2 separate regions of the Sus scrofa genome follow, and region 2 is linked to region 1. Evidence: chromatin contacts called from public Hi-C data. All regions are on one chromosome and are shown on one strand. The core of a region is the stretch at or near the end of the contact, and the rest is flanking DNA. Distances in the headings are between cores, read along the strand shown.

What was found. A called contact is a pair of places that touch in the nucleus more often than the background predicts.
Region 2: a Hi-C map of liver shows a contact between it and region 1, with 2.4 times the contacts expected there. The contact joins the enhancer-like site here to the promoter of ACSL1 in region 1. A contact is called at or near these places in 1 of 5 promoter capture datasets (liver), 5 of 47 Hi-C or Micro-C datasets (liver and skeletal muscle) and 1 of 2 datasets of contacts at active chromatin or transcription factors (alveolar macrophages).

Annotation. Positions count from the first base shown.
Region 1 is chr15:45,931,667-45,934,914 of Sscrofa11.1, forward strand. ACSL1 (acyl-CoA synthetase long-chain family member 1) reads right to left here and starts at 1,446. Exons shown (of 21, transcript NM_001167629.2): 1 at 1,403-1,446.
Region 2 is chr15:45,991,964-45,995,211 of Sscrofa11.1, forward strand. No RefSeq gene overlaps it. Among named protein-coding and RNA genes, the nearest start is that of ACSL1, 60 kb to the left of the region's middle. Within about 2 kb of position 1,803, at least 4 of the 83 cell types and tissues checked have an H3K27ac peak or open chromatin away from gene starts, as enhancers often do. A contact at or near this core is called in liver, where this site is marked.

The sequences.
Region 1 (3,248 bases), core at 196-2,695:
GACTCCCAAGCCTGGCTCCACACTGATGGGAAGCAAGGTTTCCTTTAAAAGTCCACCTTCTCAAGCCCACCCAACCAGACTGTCAACTCACACCTTAGGTTTTAAATCAACCTGACCTGCCACCTCCACCTGAAAATGCTCAATCAGCCAGAAGGCTTTGATTGGCTTTTTGTTTAAGTGTTTAAGTAAATAACTGTTTACAGTGAGATAATCATAGATGAAATTTGTGTCAGAAACTGGAATTTAAGCAGTTTCTCTTGGTCTAAAGGAAGGGGAGTTCTCTTATAGTGCTTCGGGTTAAGGATCTGGGGTTGTCCCTGCAGCTGCTCCGGTCGTTGCTGTGGCACGGGTTCCATCCCTGGCCCAGGAGTTTCCACATGCCCCAGGTGGGGCCAAAAAATAAAACAAATAAAATAAAAAATAAATTTAGAAAATAAAAGGAAGCATATTAACAGTTGGGGCACTTATTCCTGCACTAACAAGAAGCTTAGAAGTCTGAACTTTAAAAGGCAAGGGCACTTTTATAATGGTCTTAATTAAGCTCCATAACCTTGGAAGTAGGTTGGGTGAGGAAGGGGTGTGCTATTCTAACGTACACACTGATTGGCGAGAGCATCCGTCTCTAGGTTCTCGTCCACGTGTTCGTTCAAGCCACCTACCAGCACTCTCCGTCTAGGCTGCAAGGTGATAGATAGCATCATTTTTGCTTCCTATTTTCAAAAAATGCCAGACTCCTCAAATGACTCACTCCATCACAGCTCTGCGCAGCGGCACGGGCACTACTGTGGAGGCACCGCGAGAATTTCCACATGTGGCAACCCGCTTCCGATGCTGCCTTTGACCCTCCCGCAAGCGCCGCGCGCAGGAGCCACCATCGCGCGGAGGCTGGGTCACAGCCTGCACCGATGCGTCCACGCGCGATCGGAGCGCGCCTCAAACCCCGCCCAGGGGCAGGAGGGAGGTCGGACCGAGAGAGCACCGTCACCGCGCCGCGGGATCATCCCTCGCATCTGCAGCCCCGGGTCCCGCTTCTCGCCAGGCCGGTCCTCGCCGTCATAAAAATAAGGATCCAGTCCCGCGGCCCGCGTCACCCACACGCCGCGGTGCACCAGCCCGGCGCCGTCCGCAGGGAGCCGAGGGCCGATATCCCCGGCTCCGGCACAGGAAGCGGCGGCGGCTCGGGCGGCCCGGAGGCCTCAGTTGCAGCGGGAACCCAGGGGGCCGCAGGGCAGAGGCCGGAAAAGCGGCACGTCCCGGCTAGCCGAGGGCCGGCTCGCGCGCCTCTGCTGAGGCCGCCGCCTCCCAGGCTCCTGCCGGCGGAGCAGCATCAGCCTCGCGGCTCCGCTAAGACCTCGGGGCCACAGCGTGCACGGACACGGTTCCTCGCGGCAGGAGCACTCACCTCCTCCGCAGGCCAGGCGGTTCGCCGCCGGCTGTCACCGCAGCCCACTGCCTGCCCTGCACTGGCTCCGAATGCTATTTAAGGGCGCCGCCGTCGCCGCCGTGAGCTGGCTGTGCCCCAGCCCCTACCGCTGTGGAGACAGGCTGCTGCCGGTGCGCGTGCCGCGCCCGCCCTGCCCGGTTCTCAGGCCCCGCCCCATCACAGAACACGCCCCCACATCAGGTCCCGCCCACCCGCCGCGCGCCGGCCTTCCCGTCAGGTCGCGCGCGTGCCGGCCGGGCAGCAGGTGGGGGAGTTCCGGGAAGCGTTGGGGAAACGCCTCTGAAGTAGCCCTAACTGTCCCGGGATTTCATAACGAATCCGAGGGGGGCAAAGAGCAAATTGTGGCGGTTCAGCCCAGAAGTCTGCGGTGCAGTTGGAGGCCGGGAGACGCCCTTTCGTGTCTTCCTTCCGCAACCGCGTGCCCCGCTGATTTGGCGGGCGGGGGCTTTCTTTTCCTATTTTATTTGGCAACGATGTGCAGGACTCCTTTTAACCCGGTTTCACCACTGCTCCCACGTGGGGTTTTGCCACAGACCTGGCTGGGAAGGCCCCAGTCTGTACTTCTGCAGCTGCCTGGACATGAAGCAACCGAAGAGATCACCCCGGGTATAGCTGGGGCCGCGCACTGGTTCCACGTCACTAATGGCAGTGTTCACCTGCCAAGTTCTTGGGGCCTGTCTGCTGCTCAGCCCTGGCGGTGCGGTTTTGAGGGCTACTGTCTGCATCCATGCGATGCCCATTAGGGGCCTTTCAGAGGCCAGCTTTTTTCAGGCTCCTAGCCCAAATGTTATTGTTCCTCTTAGCCCCCTGAGGTCTGCTGGTACCTTAACCTCTAATAACCGAGGTCCTGGTTACAGTGGTACTTGTGTCCAGCACTGCATGGCCGGCTCTTATCTGGAACTGCTTTGAGTTTGAGGCATGAGAAGAATTATTTTTATAATGCCTCTAATAATGACAGCCTTTACTGAAACATTTCACAATTATCCTATTGAATCTTCATCATAACCTTATGAGATGGGTGCTGTCATTAGTCCCTTTTTACAGATGAGGACACAGAGGTACGGGGAGGTCGAAAGCTAGTGAGGGCAGAAGTACACTGGGCCTCAGGCAATCTGCCTCCAGAGCAGTCCGTAATAGGCGAATGTACTTGTACTGACTTTGGTGTGAGCTTGTGCTCACTCAGGCCTCATACTCAACCTTAACTATGTGACAATACTCAGGCTGACTGTATGACAGTAGCCTAAGGACTGTCACTGGGCTTCTCTCACAGTCCCAGAACATCTGAACAGTGGCCACAGTAATTGTTTCCTCCCACAGCGTTTTCAGCGCTGTGCTACAGTGATGGTGGGGGCACTCCGCATTCTGATGGCCTCTGTAACAGGTCACTTCTCCTTGAGCTCCTTCTCCATCTAGGTCTTTTTTTTTTTTTTTTTTTTGCTTTTTAAGGCCATATCTGCAGCACATGGAGGTTCCCAGGCTAGGGGTCTAATTGGAGCTGTAGCTGCCGGCCTATACCAGAGCCACAGCAACACAGGATCTGAGCCGAATCTCTGACCTACACCCCAGCTCACGGCAACACCAGATCCTTAACCCACTGATCAAGGCCAGGGATCGAACCTGCAACCTCATGGTTCCTAGTCGGATCATTTTCGCTGCGTGATGGGAACTCCCATCTAGAGCTTCTAGATCTGGATTTTCCATTTAAAAGAAAAATAGGGAGTTCCCATCATGGCTCAGTGGTTAACGAATCCGACTAGGAACCATGAGGTTGCAGGTTCGATTCCTGGCCTTGCTCAGTGGGTTA
Region 2 (3,248 bases), core at 553-3,052, 61 kb after region 1:
CATCTTACAGTCAAGGAAACTGAAGGTCATAATTTGTGGTGGAGCTGAGCTAAGAGAACCCAAGCCTCTTGATTCACAGGCCTGTTCAAGTTCTACTGAAGATTCCATTACTTCCAACAACTGCAGGGGCTAAAGAGATAAACATCTCTCAGTGAAATTCCAAATGGATTTGGGGGTACTTCTATTTTATCTTTTTCTCCTAGATCTCCACTCTTTATGAAAATATTGGGTCTAACATTCCTTAATAGCAAGAACTTCAAATCCCAGTACTATTAGAAACAAACCACAAAGACTCAGTTCCATCCCATTAGGAGCTTGTTGAATAGATCATTTAGCATTTATTGAAGGCTCATTGTATGCATGGCTCTATGCTAGGCTCTCTGAGAACATAAAATTTTTTTTAATTAAAAAAAAAAAGGATGGGTTCCAAAGGAACTTGCAGTTTAATTGAAGAGGGGGGGCCCAAACATATAAAAAGGTAATGACACTGATTTGTGCAATAATGACTTTTCCTCGTGGGTATATTAGTTAGGGCATGTTTGTGTGCTGTAACACACAAACTCTCAAATGTTTAATAGAAATTTCTGGTAGGTGAGCAGCTCTCCTCCAGGCAGTGATTCAGGTTCTCAGGCTCTTTCCCATCTTTTAGCTCGGCCATTTCAACACCAGTTTCCATGTGGTATCAGCTACCTACTGATAGGACTTTAAAATGATTACAGCCATGGAGTTCCTGTTGTGGTTCAGTGAAGATGAGTCCAACTAGGAACCATGAGGTTGCGGATTTGATCCCTAGCCTCGATCATTGGGTTGGGGATCCAGCATTGCCATGAGCTGTGGTGTAGTTCCAGGATGTGGCGGGATCCCACATTGCTATGGCTGTGGTGTAGGCCAGAAGCTATGGCTCCGATTGGACCCCTACCTTGGGAGCCTCCACGTGCCTCAGGTGCAGCCCTAAAAAGCAAATAAAAATAAAAACGGGATTTCCCGTCGTGGCTCAGTGGTTAACGAATCCAACTAGGAACCACGAGGTGGCGGGTTCGATCCCTGGCCTTGCTCAGTGGGTTAAGGATCTGGCGTTGCCGTGAGCTAAGGTGTAGGTTGCAGATGCGGCTCGGATCCCTTGTTGCTGTGGCTGTGGCGTAGGCCGGTGGCTACAGGCTCTGATTAGACCCCTAGCCTGGGAATCTACATATGCCATGAGAGCGGCCCTAGAAAAGGCAAAAAGACAAAATAAATAAATAAATAAATAAATAGATAAATAAAATAAAAATTATTACAACCATAAAGAAGACTGCTTCACAGTCTTCTCCTTGTTGAACCAGTCATGGTGACTCTTCTGTCTGGGATTCTCTTTAACCATTAGGGCCTCCCGGCTGAGTGTCCCACCCAGTCTTTGTGACCTCACCACAGGGATTCTCTATGTGGATTTTCCATCCACTCTCCTCCTCCTCTCCATTTATTTTCCCTTTGCTCTGATTTCTTTCCTTCCTTTGAAAAATCTTATTGAAATATTCATTTTGGTACACCCAAAATTGTAAATGGAATAAGTAAAACCAAACCTAAAAATAAAAATGCTGCTGTGCCATCTCAAAGCCTTTCTAGTGAAGTACAAAATGCATGTGAAAATACAATACACTGCTACTGAATCCAGAGGGGAGAACACAGCAACTTTTGCCAGCTTTGGTGATTTTTTAACCCAAAGAACCAGCAGAAAAGCCAAGAAGGTGAGGTTCTCTTCCTAGACTGTGGTGACAGCACTCTGACCCATCTCCCGGCCCATGGATCCTGGGGTCAGAGACCTTGAACAGGTCTCCTTTTGTGGCCAGGCAAAGGGATCCAGTCTCACCAGCAGAACTGCTTTTAACACAAGCAACCAACAACAACAACCTTCCTTTCGTGGGGTGGGGTGGGACAGAGAGGAGATAATTAAGAAAACAGATTATACACAGAAAATTTTACACAATTTTTAAAGACTGGAATTTTTAAATTTTTAAATCATTTTTAAAGATTGTGTAATGATAGGAAAACATTTCACTGCAAATGTGTGCATAGCCACTCCTGTTAATCTTTAACAAGAGTCTGTCCTTTCTCTTACTTGGCACCAGGTTGGGCAGAGAATTCAGGGAACAGGTATTTTCTGAGGATTCTTTTCGGCTCTTCCATGGGCCCTGCCTGATCCCGACATAGACTACCACCCAAGGCCGAGTATAAGAAGATGACAGGAGTCTCTGGCCAGATGGACTGGTGCTGGACAGATCACATGAGAAAATAGATTATGTTACATACATCTACACATATATTCCACTTTTAAACACATATACAAAGTGCTTTTTTCTGATTCTGAAATGTATACTTAATAAAAAAAAACTCATGGAAAATTTAAGAGACAAAAATCATTCCTCACCATCTCCTGCGGCAAACTATACTTTCCTATATTTCTTTCCTGCTTTCACATATTATATATATTATATATTATATATATATATAAAATCATCTGTACATGTATATATCTATCTATATCTGTGTATGTATATATATATCACATAATTGGTTTCATATTATACATGTTATATTGGTTATCTTGTAGAATTTTTGTATTCAACATTGTAGCATTGTATTCAAATATTGGAAATCAGTGGCTGCATGTTTGGTTGGAGCCCTGTTTTGCCCTATCACACTGTCTCTAGGACCAGCACTCTAGTTGGAGCTAGAGGCCCCTCATTCCATATGGCTTCTAAACAGCAGGGAGCACATATCCTGATTTGCCCAGATGATCCCAGTTTATGCCAGTTATCCCTGTGTAATTAATAAGAGTTCCCTTCTCCACCCTTAAAAGTGTTTGCATTTGGACGATCAATGATATGGTCACCATCCTATACCCTGCCTGCCTTGCTCATCTAAGTTCCTGCCATGAAAGTGTTTGAGGTGACAGTGTATTTCTGTCTATTGTGGGGCTGTGGCCTCCAGGGCTGCAGAGATTAAGAGAAACAGCAGGACCTTTCTGGCTCTCCCAAAAACTGAACCCTAAGGAAAATAGCCCTTGTGGTGCATTAAGCTTTCCACCTTCCAAACACATACAGCATGTGATAGAAGCATTTCTCTTGAGGTTGGTGGAAATTGTCTTTAGATCTTATACTTTTATGTATATTACATGGATTTAGTCTATTTTTATTGCAATAACCCAAGAGTATAAACACAAATGTCTTGGAGTTCCCATCTTGGCTCAGCAGAAATGAATCTGACTAGGA